Linked DNA regions of Anser cygnoides: all the other regions are linked to region 1. Evidence: chromatin contacts called from public Hi-C data. All regions are on one chromosome and are shown on one strand. Each heading gives the region's core, a stretch centred on a gene start, on an enhancer-like site or on the middle of the called end of the contact. The rest is flanking DNA. Distances are from core to core; before and after follow the strand shown. Region 1 has its middle 21 kb from the start of CACNG5. Region 2 overlaps CEP112 (centrosomal protein 112). Region 3 holds the start of APOH (apolipoprotein H).

The links. A called contact is a pair of places that touch in the nucleus more often than the background predicts.
Region 2: a contact with region 1 is called in a Hi-C map of liver, with 3 times the contacts expected there. The contact joins two enhancer-like sites. A contact is called at or near these places in 2 of 7 Hi-C or Micro-C datasets (both in liver).
Region 3: a contact with region 1 is called in a Hi-C map of liver, with 5 times the contacts expected there. The contact joins the promoter of APOH here to the enhancer-like site in region 1. A contact is called at or near these places in 4 of 7 Hi-C or Micro-C datasets (granulosa cells and liver).

The regions. Positions count from the first base shown.
Region 1 is chr19:9,614,303-9,619,293 of Taihu_goose_T2T_genome, reverse strand. No RefSeq gene overlaps it. Among named protein-coding and RNA genes, the nearest start is that of CACNG5, 21 kb to the left of the region's middle. Within about 2 kb of position 2,658, at least 2 of the 3 cell types and tissues checked have open chromatin away from gene starts, as enhancers often do. A contact at or near this core is called in liver, where this site is marked.
Region 2 is chr19:9,825,170-9,830,160 of Taihu_goose_T2T_genome, reverse strand. It overlaps CEP112 (centrosomal protein 112), which reads right to left. Exons shown (of 26, transcript XM_048064340.2): 5 at 4,511-4,549. Among named protein-coding and RNA genes, the nearest start is that of CEP112, 6.0 kb to the right of the region's middle. Within about 2 kb of position 2,715, at least 1 of the 3 cell types and tissues checked has open chromatin away from gene starts, as enhancers often do. A contact at or near this core is called in liver, where this site is marked.
Region 3 is chr19:9,808,552-9,813,542 of Taihu_goose_T2T_genome, reverse strand. It overlaps APOH (apolipoprotein H), which reads right to left and starts at 2,766. Exons shown (of 8, transcript XM_013178943.3): 1 at 2,608-2,766; 2 at 1,827-2,003; 3 at 907-1,003. The coding sequence starts at 2,671.

The sequences.
Region 1 (4,991 bases), core at 1,409-3,908:
ACTGGAGTGCTTAAACTCACACCTCCACTTCTGTACCCCAGCAGGATGAGCCAAACTGCTCACGGGGATGCAGGAAGGTAATTGCTCTTGTGATGCTTCATAGAGAACCATTTGCACCCTTTGAAGAAAAAAATCTCATGTTTTGCATGACCGACACTGGTATCAGACCCTTTGTGCACATGGCCGTGGGTGCTTGAACCATAATGTTAGAGCAAATTACTGGGATTAAACGTTAAAAAAAACTCCAGTGCTGCCTGATCCACACCCAGCTTGCTGTGCTCCCTGCCCCTGCTGAACTCTGCAGCTTCTTCCTGGAATCAGAGAATCCCAGGATTACATGTTTGGGTTTGTTTTCAGTCACAGCCCCTCTGTGTAACGCCAGCGAGGACATCCCAGGAGGCATCTTCTGGCTGGTATCTCCTGGGCAATGGAAGCTCCCCTCTCCCAGCACACAGGCTCTGCGTCCTGCCCCTTGTCACAGAGGTGTCCCCGCACCCTGGGGGGAATAGGGCCCTGCAGTGAGCAGCTCAGGCTGCTGTTAGTTAGGAGAGGCCTAAAAAACCTCATTGAATTGTGAGGTGAGGATACAAGAGGATCATTAGAGACCAGTTGTGAGCAATAATTAAGCAGCTGGGAATAACGAGGCTGTGCTGGGGCACGCTCTGCTTCATTTGCTGCTCTAGCAGCTTATAGCTCCAGAGCTCCTTTCCGCGCAGTGGAAGAAGTATCTATGTAGATATATAAAAATGTGGCTGAAATGCCCTCCAGTGCTGTTCTCTTGCACCTGCACTGCTAGTGGACATGGAGAGCCACTGGGGAGGTAAAGGTAAGGAAGGAACCCCAAACCTGCAGGGGTGCAGACTGGGCATGCTGCTGGGCTGGAAGCTTGTGAAGCTGTTGCTGTGGGGTGGGGAGGTTTGGGCAAGTTTTGGAGCAACCGAGCCCTGCTCTGATGCATGAAGCTGCTGCTGTAGCAGGCCCAGGGAGAGTGAACTCCAGTCAAACCTTGCTGCTGTCTCCACAGAAGCAGGGCTGGGGACCTGAGCCCTTGCATCCACACTGACCAGCCCCAAAGAGACCTGTGTTTAGGTGGGTTTCAGCCAAGTGTCACTGTGCAGGGTGAGGAGTGGGAATGCTGTGTGCAGGTTGGTGGTTTCCAGTGCAGAGAGCCCTGCTTGTGAGCCCTTGTTCTGCCTTATAAATGCTATTTGTCAGCATTGTGTATTCATTTTCCCAAACATGAGTTAGCCCCATGGGCTATTCAAGGTATGCTAAGAAATTAAATAGCCTTGTTCCTCCCTGCTGTTAGCTTGTTAATGATGCAGAACCGGTGCGTGCGTGGTGGGAGCGCTGTGTGAGCAGGCAAACAGCCACCCAGGTCAATAGCCCTCCACTAAGGGAAGAAGTAATTGAGAGTATTTTTTTTCCCTTCTTCTTTTCTTACGAGATGTATTTATTTCAGAATAAAAAAATAAAATGAGATAGAAGCCTGACATCATCCTTAACTAGAAGCAGCAGCGTTTTCCTCCCCACTTTTGCAGTTCCAGGGCCTCCTGCTGGGCTCTTCTGTACCCCTCTGCAGCATCGCTTGCTGCCCAGGCCGCCTTTGTTCCACTCTCTCTCCTTTCTCTGAGGACCACAGCAGCTCTTTAACTTTTCTGTCTGCACCACAGCTCTCCCGTATATGATGAAGTTGTGACGTGTGGGGTGCAGAGGAGGGTATCCCCAGCACCCTGGGTGCCTAGCAGGTGCCACCTGTGCCCCGCTGTGGTCAGGGTGCTCTGCTGACCTCTGCCCCTGCACTGCAGGTCTCCTGTCTGTCACTATTTTGTGGCTATCAAACTGCATCCTGTTCCCATGGATACAGTACCTTATAGAAAGGGAAGATCTGCCTCTTTGCTTTCTTTTTGTGTAAGGTTTTATATGCCTGGCATTTTGGATCATGAGGATCTCAGTGGGCAGCGGTTATAAAGGGCAGGCGATGGCTGCAGTGATCACCCTGTGTGCCTTTGATTTTAAACCATGATGCAACAATTTTAAAGGACTGGAGAGGTTGTTCCTTATGGCATGGGACTGCCCATCACCCAGTCCTCCCCCGGGGCTGCAGATGTGTGCCAGACCTGCAGACCACATTGATTTGGGGCGGCGTGGTGCAGGGTCCTCTGATAGCCATGTCCCCAGCTCTTTTTGGGTGGCACGTGAAAGAACCTTTAGGCGGCCCGCTGTGCTGGATTGTGCCATGAAGGTGAACCCAGAGCAAACATGAAGAGGTTGCGACGCTGTCAACATCCCTGACCTGGTGCCCATCGCTGGTGCAGGTCAGAGCACCTCTGGTCGTGTGCCAGCCTCCTCCCTTTCTCTTGTTTTCACACCACTTCATCCCTGAGCCTCTGGCCAATTCACTTTGTAGGGGGAAAAATGAATTTATTATTATCTGCAGATTATTTGCAGCAGTATTTCAACCAAAAGATTAGCCCCACTTGGCTGTGTTGCCAGACTCCAGTCCCGAGGGCTGTACTTGATAAATATCTTGGCTCTACCAGGATGCTTTCAAGCCCTGGGCAATCTGTACCACAGTGCTCTGCAGGCTCTGTCCAGCATTTTTATTTGAATCATCTCAGAAATCCCTAAACCTCACCCCTCTCTCCATTTCCACTGAAAGGTGGATTATTCCCACGCAAGTTGTGATTTATATGCCTTGAAAATACACAGTGCCAGCATTCTAGTTTATTCCCCAATAAGCGATCATTTTTGACATCGGCTCCCGATAAATCTTCTGGCTGTGATGAGGTGCAGCTGCTTTTAATCTTTAATGTTAGGGCAGAGTGCATTCACTTTTCTGAGAGGAAAACCACGTGTGAGGGTGCAGAGGAGGTGCTGGGTGACTCCTGCAGCTGCATAAGCTCAGGTTGCTGTAGCTCATGCTGCTCGCAGGGCTGTGCAAGCCAGCCTGTTTGCCCAAGCCAGGCCTGCTTGGTTTCTGTTTAAATTGCTCGTTCTGGAGCAAAGTCCACATTGCCCTAACTAGTCCCAGTGACCATCGAGCACCTGTAAGTCTGCATGTAGACGAATCACAGAATATCCTGAACTGGAAGGGACCTACATGGATCAACGAGTCCAAAGCCTAGCTCCACACAGGACCACCCAAAAATCAGACCATGTGTCTGAGAGTGTTGTGCAAACGTTTCTTGAACTCTGACAGGCTCGGTGCTTTGGCCGCTTCCCGGGTGAGCCTGTCCCAGTGCCTGACCACCCTCTGGGTGCAGACCCTTTCCCTAACACCCAGCCTGACCCTCCCCTGTCCCAGCTCCGTGCCGTTCCCTCGGGTCCTGTCGCTGTCCCCAGAGAGCAGAGCTCAGCGCCTGCCCCTCCGCTCCCCTCGTGAGGGGGCTGCAGGCCGCCATGAGGCCTCCCCTCAGAGGCCTCTTCTCTGGGACAAACAAACCAAGTGACCTCAGCTACTCCTCATGTGTCTTCTACTCTAGACCCTTCACCATCTTTGTAGCCCTGCTTTGGACACTTCCTAGTAGTTTTATGTTCTTATACTGTGGTGCCCAAAACTGCACGCAGTACTCAGGTGAGGCTGCGTTCAGCGCTCTGCTGAACCAACAAAGTGCTCAGGCACACGCTGACGTCCCACGGGATGCGGATTGTGGCCAGAGCCAAGCAAAAGCAAAGTGCTCTGCTGAGCACGTGTGTGTTGGCAAGCACCTGGTGGTGGGCCGTTGCGGGAGAGGAAACGGAAGGCGCAGAGAGGGTGGTAGAGGGAAATGCCTGCTCATTTCTTCTTTTACTGCAGTGATAATGTCTTCAATGGGGTGTTCATTCACAAAAATACAACCTCGAGGTCCTCGTGTCCGCCTGGCATCCTCACATGTGCCAGCTTCCCACTGCAACTTGAGGGGGAAAGTCTGTGAAGAAAGCAGAAAGGTGTTGTTTAATTAACGAGAGTTAATTTGATTAAGTACCCAAATGTCATTCTGCTTATCTGGAGATGAGCTGGGTGGTCTTACCTCTGGGGGAGAAATGGTTTGTTTCCAGAGCAAGGGGGAGCTATCTGTGTCGTGTATGAGCAAGGAGCAGCCGTGTCTGCAGTCTCAGCATGCTGCCATCCCAGCACAGGGTGTCAGTCATGCTCCCATTGTGCCAGCTCTTGCAGGAGGAAAGGTGTGTGAGCAGACTGTGACCCTTCCCTGTGAGATGGGGACTCTGTTTGTCCCACTCAGGACAGGTGGTAAAGGAACAAAAGCAGGAATTATGTGGGTTTGGAGGCCAGTGACAGAGGGCAGAGCAGGGACCGGTGACCTCGTCCTCCCCAGGAGCCACCCACAGGCCCCCAGGGACATTAAAATAACATGGCTTTTAAAACTGCTTTGCCTCAGTGCTGGACAAATACCTGAGTGCAGTCTTCTATTTACCCTTAAAAGCAAATGGCGTGTTCTGTTTTTGCAGGAATTACAGGGTCTTTTTTTTTGACAGAGCATCCCCAGTTCCTGCAGTGCTAAATGAATTTCAGAGTGACCTGTGCTTGTCGATGACAGTATAAATATATATTATTTAGAATTATTATTCATAATTTAGGTAAGCAGAGAGGGTCTTACTAGCAGTGCAGAGCATGTACATGAAAACCCCTTCTCCCCACCCACATCAAATAATTTATCCCCGTATAAATTATATGCTGTCAAAACTGCTCTACTGATCCAAAGGTTACAGGCTCCGTCATGGAAATGGAGCAGCTCGCAGTCATCTCAGTCAAAACGTGATCACTTCCAGAGGAAAGCAGCCTGACGGTTGTGGATTTCCTATTGATCTGCTTCAGCATCTGTCTGACAGAGAACAGTTGAAATAAATGCAGTAAAAATAAAACCTTCAGTTGTTTTATCATTCCGTATAAAAGTAGGTCATATCCCCAACTGAGCTGTATTTTATTCATGTAAATACATTGCCACAATTAAAAATGCAGCAGAAACTCTGTTCATGTCAGCAGGGAT
Region 2 (4,991 bases), core at 1,466-3,965, 210 kb before region 1:
TGTGACTAGCTACATAGTATTAAAATCAAGTCAGACCATTAAAATGCCTTTCATTCTTTCCATCCGGCAGAAAATTAGACTGTAAGATATGCCAAAAGACACTGAGATGAATTAAGTGTTTATGAAGTGAAAGACAACCGTTGGATGTACAATATAAACTAGTCACTTCTAGGAAGACATACACAAGCTTTTCATGAAGCACACCAGCCCAGCTTTCATCACAACAGCAGGGAATTGTGAAATATAACAACTGGAAGCATATCTTCCCATCTAGCACCAGTAAACATGAGCAACATATATGGATGCAAAGTAACTATTACTAGCAGTAAATTAGATAAGTTTAGTTAGAAAAGACTTAGAGGTAAAAAAAAAAAAAAAAAGCTGAAAAGAAACATAGTAATACAATGACTTTCTGTAGCATTCTAAATCATACATATCTTAACCAAAATTTCATTTTACACAAAATCATCTTACTAGAAGGCAAAGATTTGTTGTCTTTCACTGAAAGTCTGCACTTTTATCAATGGACTTTTCCAAACAACATTCAGGTTACCTAGCAATTAAAGTTTCATTCATTTAAAACAAGAAAGAAAAGAATTCATGCTCCTATCATCGAGAGATTAAGGACTATAGATAAATATCCAAACCAGCCAACAGGCTACCTGTAGTATTTTTAAATTGGAAAAAGGAATGAAGAAAATTAGATATACTCTTAGTTCTGCACTTGCTATTTTGAAAGGGAACTCAAAAGGCAGTCACTTTTTCTCTATAAACAGGCTCTGCAAAGACCACTAAGGATGGACTGCAACTCCACTCTTTCCAAATGTATACCACCCATTCACTCCCTTTAGCTTTCTGCTATTGAGTCAGGCTCCAGAAAGCACAAGATGTTATGTAAGATTATTTATTTTTCCTTCCACAGCAGGTGAGTGAAGAATGGTCAGGCCTGACGCTAGCTCTCTGACCTGCCTCAGCAAAAACTGAACTAGCATGGGAGAAGGAAGCAATTTGCTGCTAATAAAAGAGATTAGTAAATAATTTCCTACTAGGAACAAAGTAAGGGAAACTCACTGGTTCCTCCCGGTATAGCACAGCCACACACTGACGTTTAACAATGTTTTTGAGGCATAATCTGTAATGCTACAAAAATACAGTAGAATTTTCCTACAGTCAGAAGGGCCAGATTTTTGTCCAAACCTAACCACATATTACTAAAACCTGTTCTCTCAAGTTTCATATTAAAGATGCAGCTTTCTAGCATCTGCTTGCTTGGTCTTAGACAAATCTTACTTGGAAGGAGAGCAAACATACTTTTTATTTAGCCAGATAAGCAGCTTCTTATGTAAAAAGGCAAGATCTTCACACATAGCATGTATATTGTAAGATAAAAATAATTGAACAAAGCTTCTGCATTTGTCTGCTTCTTTTAGAGGAGAGAATCTCGAATAAACAAACATGAAGAAATTACTCATAAGCATGTCTCACTGGCATATCTGTTTCGCCTTGAGAAAATGTTTTAGCCCATCTGTAAGAATTAAGTCATGGTTGGAACATAAAATTTCCATCAAACTAAATATATCACACGCCTATGGACACAGCTTTCCTAATACACATTCTGAAGTAGAGAGACAAGTAAAACGTAACAAGATCCCCATCTGCTGGCTCTTTACAAACTGCAGATTCCAGAAGATTTTTATACTTAATCTCTTTACTTGCACTGACGGCACGTTCAAAACTACAAATTCAAAGAAAAACACAATCTTAATATAGACACTTGTAAATAAGTATTAAAGAAACTGTCCCCATGAAACATAATATCTGAAACATTCACCTTTGGTATTTCTTCCCACATAACTCACGCATTTAACATAGTTTCTCACTGCCTTAAAGATTAATTCTTGTTAATCTACAGGGATATCAAAATTTGCAAGTGCCAACACAAATTCAGGTTTCCTTATACACAGTTCCATACTCAGCTTGAGTACACATCAGCAAAACCATGCCTATAGTGCTAGGTTTCACTTCCAGAACTCATTAAACCAATTACTTGCTTCTCCTGGCATGGTATAGTGGGCAACATGGGTCTCCTGAAAACTTACCAGAGCCTTGGAAACCAGCTGTTGATCACCACTGTAGATATTGCTAAAGCCCACGGTACCAAATAAAAAAAAAAAAAAAAAAGTGAAATAAAGCTTCACTATCCTGCCCACATCTCAGGGAACTTTGAGAGACCTAGCTAAATATTGGGTTCAGATATGGAAGGGGAAAAGGGGTCAGGCTTCCAATATCCTACTATAATCCAGGTAGAGAAAAGGAAAAAAAAATAGTAAAGAACACAAGGGAGGGAGTAGGCAGGCTTGTGCCTCAGCCTTCCTCAAAAGTGGACAAGCACAAGCTGGATACAGAGGGAGGAGTATGCTGCCTCACATCCTATTCAAATAACACCCCAGCTGACACTACAAGTAAGGAACTCAGAGCAATTAGATGCTTTTTTTTTTTTTTAAATGCTGCAAACATGGCATGGTACAGGTATCAATGCCAGATTAGGTATTAGAAGTAATTTACCTCTATCAGCACAACTCCACATTATTAGGCCTGAATGATATTTCGGCATGGTCATATCAGGGTATAAGCAAACAGAAGACCCCTTAGTATTAATGTTGTAGGACTTGGAAATAGGACTACTGCTCTTTAAATGACTGTTACAATTGCATAATTAATGGATACATAAGAGGAAAAGTTTCAAAATACTGAATATTAACATGACATAACTTGCAAGAGTGCCTGTCACCTGTAAAAATGACAGCTGAACAACTTGAAACTGCAAGACTGAGCACTGTGATAGAAGGAATGTGAAATGTACACTATAAACATAATTGTCCTTAAAACATAGCTAATTATAACACTTATGAAAAATATAACTGAACACATCAAAAAGCTTTAGTCTTCTGAAACAAAACCTATGAGCATATTTATAATGCAGTGAAACCAAACCAGAAGTTTCATACAGAATGAGAGCAAACACTTCCTCTTGTACAGAGCTTACTTAGGGTGTGAACATAATTCAGAGCTACCTGTAACAGTGCTTTTTTCTGCAAGGATTTGAGAGTTTAAACATTAACTAAAACGTCAAAATAAGCAAACAAAAGGCAAATCCATTCATGACTGAAATGCAGCTATGTAAAAATGAACATAGAACTTGATCATTAGTACAAAGTAGCACTATATAAGAAAAACTGAAGGAAAGGAAATATTTAAGAATAGAATGTAGATTAAATTTACCTAAGATTCCCACCAAAATAGGACAGAAAAAAAAAGCCTATGTAAACAGTGTTCATTGACCAGCTTGGTACATTTTTGATACTGCAGAGACATTTTTCTAAGCCGTAAGGAAACCAAGACTTAATAACCTGATGCATTTCACCCCTTTACCTTCTTGCTTTGTAAGCTGGATAGAAAACAAAGAGCTCTATACCCAGTTGACTGGAAATACAGACGTTGCTTAAGCTTGCTGGCACCTGCAAACTTACAAAGAGGCTGTCCCAATGGATTGCAAGAACAAGATACAGATACAAATACTCAGGATTCTGGTGTACAGCTGCAGATGAACAATACTTAAAATTTTGTGTTGTCCTAATGGCAAACATGCAAGATACAGGCAAAGAGAGTCCTAGTCGTTAACACTGCATGATGTAAATCAAAATATATTAAATCAAACTCAATGAGAGATTGTACAGACAAGGACAAACTTATTGCAAACAAACCCACAGACAGCAGTTCTGAGTTTTTATCCTCAAGTTTTGAAAAGTACAGCTTCTGATCTGTAATCCAAGATTCAAAAGACTAATGAGAAAAAGAAATTCTGCTATTTCCTAAAGAAGCCATCATGAAACACAGGACAAATAGGCCAAGAAGTTTTTATTAGAAGAACTATCACGCTTGCAAGAAGATGCATCAAATCCATAACCTTTCTTTCTTTGTCACAGGACAACAAAACTTGCTGATCTTCAGAGATACACTACTCAATTTCCTCCAACTTCTGACCATGAACAACAGAACGTTCTTTAAATTTACCACCCGTATGCTTGTTCCTGTTTTTATTCTCTCTAGAGAAAAACCACTAAAAACTATTTTACATGAAGTTCCTTTCAGCATTATCATCTGAGAACATATTTTAAAAAATATTATACATTTACTCTCCCCAAGTTTTTTGTCATTTGCTTATTGTATGTTCCATTTATTTTAACTGCATAGAAACAGTGAGGATTAATCTACCTCAGCTTCATTAATTAATACCACTCTTGTATGCTGATGTACAGAAACTGGAAAGAGAAGACTGCACAGGAACTCCAGGGGGATAGTAACTGTTCTGATCTACTTCAAGAAAAATGTGGCCTGAGAGTCTTCAACTACATCGTCTTTTACCACATCACTTCTTCCTTCCTGCCTGTGCATTTGTCTGTGCTTCCCTCTCCCAATTAAGTATTTTTGTATGAATTCTGTCTCTTGCCTTGCGACCACTGTGCTTTGCCACCATAATATCTGAAGTCTGAAAAACATAATCAGAGTATCAGCTTATTTGATAGATGTTTAGAATGTCAGAACAATAGCTATTATCTACTTCCGAAGTCTACAGAGGATATACTATTACCATAAAGTGAGATAAGAACGTTGCAAAAATATGGACAGAGATCATTTAGGAAACGGGCTCTTTGGGCCATCTTTGAGTACCCATGGTAATCATCAGACCAAATCACTATAAAGCCTTCTTTTCAGTCACTGCTATATTTGCCAAACTGTTTGCCCTATTGATTTTCCATATTGTCTGTAACTGAAAGGAAAATAACAGGAAGGGGAGAAGATAGAACCATGAGATTTGGAAGATGACTTACAGGAAGTAAACATAACAGAGGAGCGAAACAACAGAAAAAGTAGAACAGTGATCATTAAGATATAAGCTATTAATGAAATTTCTGTATATAAAGTACAAA
Region 3 (4,991 bases), core at 1,517-4,016, 190 kb before region 1:
CCAGTTTAATTTACATATGCACTCCCTTTAAGTGCTTCTCCAGTTCTCTGTACGCATGTTACTACTAACTTACTTACACTGAGTTTTAAAGAAATGCTCCCTCTATATTTATCATTTCAATATCACACAGCTGAAGCCTAGTAAATATCATTAACAAAATTAAATCAATTCAAGTCCCTTAGCTACACTTGATGTCAGAGCTGAATTTATTTATTCCTTCTCTTGCTCCTGCAGAGGAAGGAGTAACTGAGGCTACTGATGTTCTTCAGTGAACTCCAGACTGTGGCTCACTTAGGCTCTTCCTAGGTATGCACTATTTATTAATTACTCACCAAGTAGAATGACTGTATGCTGTTATCAACTATATCCCTGCATTTATCATAACTCTATTTCTTTAAATGCATCCTTGTTTCTGGAATCAGTAAGCAGCCTTCAGTAAAAGTGCATTTGGTCTAGGGACTAAGTGAGGATTAATCTCATGTTTTCATTTACTGAGCTTGGAAGGACACAGAAACAAAATTTTCAGTCTCCAGAGCCTGACAGCATAACAACTTAGACAGTGATTATCCTTTCTTTGCTGTAGGATTTCATCTCATGATGTAATAAGAGGATTTAAAAAGCAGGGGAAAGAGGTCTGGAATAAGTCTTTGTACAAAATCTCTGCTATTTTGATGGTTTTCCTGTCTGTAAGATGTTGCTTTGGAGTAACAAAGCCCTGGGATGTAATAATTGAGTTTGAACAGTAAAGGATCGCTAAATATGGCATTTTTAAGTGTCTGAAGTTCAGGTGGGTTTAAGGTGGTATTTTCTAAGTTCCCTGGCTTGTAATGCTCCAACAGGTGATAGTAGAGTGTAATGCTGTGATTTAGATCACTTATTTAGCAGCCTAAGAAAGGGAGTGCTTACCCTGGTTCACACGAAAAACTTAAAGAACTCTGGTAATAAGAGTCTATAAAATCAATTTTTCCATGCTGCAGCTGTCCAGGAGTGGGACATCTCTTTGCTGTTAATTAAAGATAAAAAGGATACTATTATTTCACAAGGCATGAAGCTAGGATAGTGGAAACAAGTTGGTCATAAAGGGGTCTGGGTGCCTTTCAATTTTTTCCACTTTTGTATGCTACGTTTCCTAAGTGTAAATATTATATGTCTCTATTAAAACATAGTAAAGGTAGCTTCAAAAATTTCATGATTAATTCACTTTTAATGATTGTCTGCAATTAAATGATAAAAATGAGTGGCAATGGATACAATAAAGGCAGATAATGTTACCAACCAATCTGCATCACTTAGAGTACAAGCACTGCTGGGCTGAGCCAGATTAAGGTTTGCTTTGTCTGGATCCAGTCTGTATCACTCTCTGGCAGCAGAGGCATAAGGGAAAGTTATGGTAAGCTCCTTCTCCTGTTGCTTTCACCTCTTTCCACCTCTCTTTTCCACCTTTTTTCCACCTTTCTCTTTTCACCTCCACACCCAGTTTGTCTTCTGATGACTATTTATTTTTCAGGAGAAAGCTTAGAGCAATCTAAGTTTTTTACCTATTTTGACTCAGGAAAGCAATAACAAAAAAGCACCCAAAATACAGCAAAGCACACAACTCCTTGGCAGGAGGCAGCGGCTTTGCAGGGAGCAAGATGGCTTCTGCGTTTGCTTTTATATAGAAAACTTAGAAATGCAAGGAAAGAACAACCAGAGAACAAAAACATATCAGTTTTAACATATCAGATCCATCACATGGACTATAAAATACCCTTTTCAGCTCAGCACATGGTATGTCAACAAGGTGGTGCAAAATTTGGGGGTAAGTTCTACTTTGTTTTACTTACGCAGGCACAGGAGCGTGTTGAGAGGCCACTTGCCGGTGGGCTGGCAGGTGTATTTCCTCTGGCCATTGTTGGGGACAAACCCCGGCCTGCAGGTGTACTCGATTTCCTCACCCACGTCGTACACGGTTTTGACCACATTGATTGTGGCGAAGAGCACTTCTGGTGGCTTGGAACAGACTGGAAGAGAGGAGACACTTTATAAAAAAAAAATGAAAAATAAGTGGGCAGGAAGTTTGAGATATTCTTACCTCTAAACTGGAAGCACAAGTTCCTGTATTATAGCCAGCTGTTGGATGTCCCTATGCTGAGCTAAGTGTTCTTCTGGTGTCTACAGGTACCTGACTTACTGAGGCAAGGGAGGGCTGCAGTAAGCATCGGCAAGGAAAAAATGTATTCTTTCCCTTCTCTCTGGCAGCTCTATCGTGGCTCCAGTTAGACTTAAGAGGAAAAAAAGTGCTTTTCCTTGGATTTATGAGGTGTTCTTCAAAGTGAGGCAATTATGGTAAATGATATAGGGGAAAAAATGGGGCGAGGGGGACTTAGAAACAAACTAAAGCATTTCATTTTTAATCTAAGTTGGTTTGGTGGGGTCAGAAATTCCCCTCGCTGTAGAGATGAAGGAAAGGAAGTGAAAAAAGACAAGAAACAGCTTTCAGAGAACTCCCATTCAAAAACACTTGACCAGAACTATCCAAAGGCTTTATAGTTCCGTCGCTTTCTCCAGATTCCCTCCCTCACGCCCCATGGTAGCGGTGGCTATTGGAAAGTGGAAGACGCTTACCTCTTGCTGCAAGAGCAGAGTGGGTCAGAGCAGCCGCACACACGACCAGCACCAGGGAGTACATTGCTGCTGGTCCACCAGTTTCCCGAATGACCCTCAATCCAGCGTTTCTTTCCCTAAAAATAAAGGCAGCCACAAAAGGGTGGTTACATATTAACTCTTTGTATTTATTCCCACCCTGGTAAACAGAAGATAAAAGGGTCCTTGTGTAGCTGGAATAAAGGATGAAATAACCGTCACATGTTGCGCTGGTACATAATGCAGGAATTCAAACAGCAGTCTTGGCTGCAAACATCTCCGCTCCAGTTGTTTCTGCAAAGCATCTCCTGTTGGGACTGATGGCTTTGAGAAAACAACATTATTTTCTCAGCATCTCTAAAGGATGAGGATGCTTGGAATTCAATATTGGATCAAATAATAGAACTGTCACTGAGAAGCTTTTGTTTCTCACTTGAGCTTGTACGTTTTCATGTACCAAAGAGTGCTGAGAGTTATAAAGATCTTTTTAAGGCAAAACGGTTAGCATTGCAGTGACATTGGCGGTGTTATATGCCTCCAGTGATAATACCGGCTTAATAATGATTTAGATGATGATGTGGCCTGAAACTTCAGGCTTCGTGGGCCTGTTTTATCTGATTCACGTTGTCAGTTGTCATCTTTCAATTAATGGATAACCAGTTAACTACTGGAGAAGTAGTATAGAGAAGGGTCGCCATGCCAGTGCTGCCAAAAAAGTGAAATAATTGTTCTAGATTGTGCTTATTTGTGATAAGGGCTCATATTTGAGTCATGGTTTTGGGTGGTATAAAAACTTGTTTTGATTCCCCCATTTGGGGTCATCAAGTCAAAACTTCACAGCTATCAGCTGATGTTCTGATCACTGCAATCCTCCTAATTTAGCAGATTTTTAACTGCAGGAACATCTCAAGTGCAACCAAAATAACATTTGTGTAATCATTGTTCCACAGTTTGGTGTTTCTAATCTAAGTATCCTCCTTCCCCGCTGACTCACAGCCTGCGAGGGGGAGTGAGGGACATTTGAAGCTCAAACGAGAAGCTAGGTTATGTCAAACCCTTATTGCTGAGATCTTAAATAGTTTGTTTATTTTTGCTTCATGAAGTTTCCCTGTTTGCATGTAAAACACAAACTTTAGCCACAACATTAAATGATTAGGATCATGCTAGTCTTCTCAGAAAGAAAGTGATATGAATGTCTTGCTCAAAATATTTACCAAACACACAGTGCCAAAGGGCAAAGTACAACTGCTAAATCAACCAAGAAATATAGACTTTATTTTCTGTATTTACATCTGATTATTTTTCCATTTGTCACAGCCTAATTCTTCCTCTACAAAATTTCACAAGTATTTCAGTTTTCCCTTCCCACCACACTGCAATGCTGTAGTGAACTTTCTTGCCTTTGGTTTAAATCCTTCCTTAGATCCGCCTGCTATTCTGACTGCATTCTTTTCTGTGTTTAAAATAGCCCAGGAATAGATGGGCACAATTTTATCCGTTTACATGCTGACCATGTGAGCACTTCCCACTGTGCTCACCAGATGGCAGAATGTACTCTGCCATCTACCTTACAGCCATAAACTTGAGCTGAAAAGTTTTTCTTATGCTACTTTAAGAGACAGGGAGACATAATAGAAAAAGTGGGTTGAATGAAGGGCATGACGATCTTTGCATGCAGTTTGAATATCGGTTGTGTGTGATAACTTATGCTACTTCTAAAATTGGAAGTAAAACTTTGAATAATTGCATATGAAATTGAAAGAGAAATACTTAAGTATGCATTTCACACAACAGGGTAATAACTGCCAGTATTGTGACTCTTTTTAAAAACGTTTTTCTGCAATAAGAAACATCAGGATGTATGTTGCCAATAACTGAACCTTCTTCCGTACCTGGAGAAGAGTTGTTCAACTTGGCAGAGTATCAGCAACCAATCTATTTCTTTCTGTGCTTGATGATAATATGCAATTATTTATGTCATCTGGTTTTCCATCAAACCCAGCCCACTCCTTACCATGTATGCTATTTATTGCTAGTGCTTTCATAAACCCAATCATGAAATGGAACTTTGCATTTATTTGGTCACTGACAAAACAGAGGGGGCTGCTGTTCTCTGCCACAAATGGCCTTATACTCTCAGGGAAGAAACGCTAGCTGCGAGCAGAGGCAGGAGTGCAAGGACACACTGAGATGATATTGGCTAGCGTGATGTGCAGAGTATCAGTATCACAGGAGTCTGTTACCCAATTTTGTGCTAGCACAACCTAAAAGGAGAATATGTAGGAGGGATGCGAATGAACTTTGCAGAAGTTGTGTTGCCAAGACAAAAATATGAAGGGCAGCATAGCAGAGATCAAGAGCACATT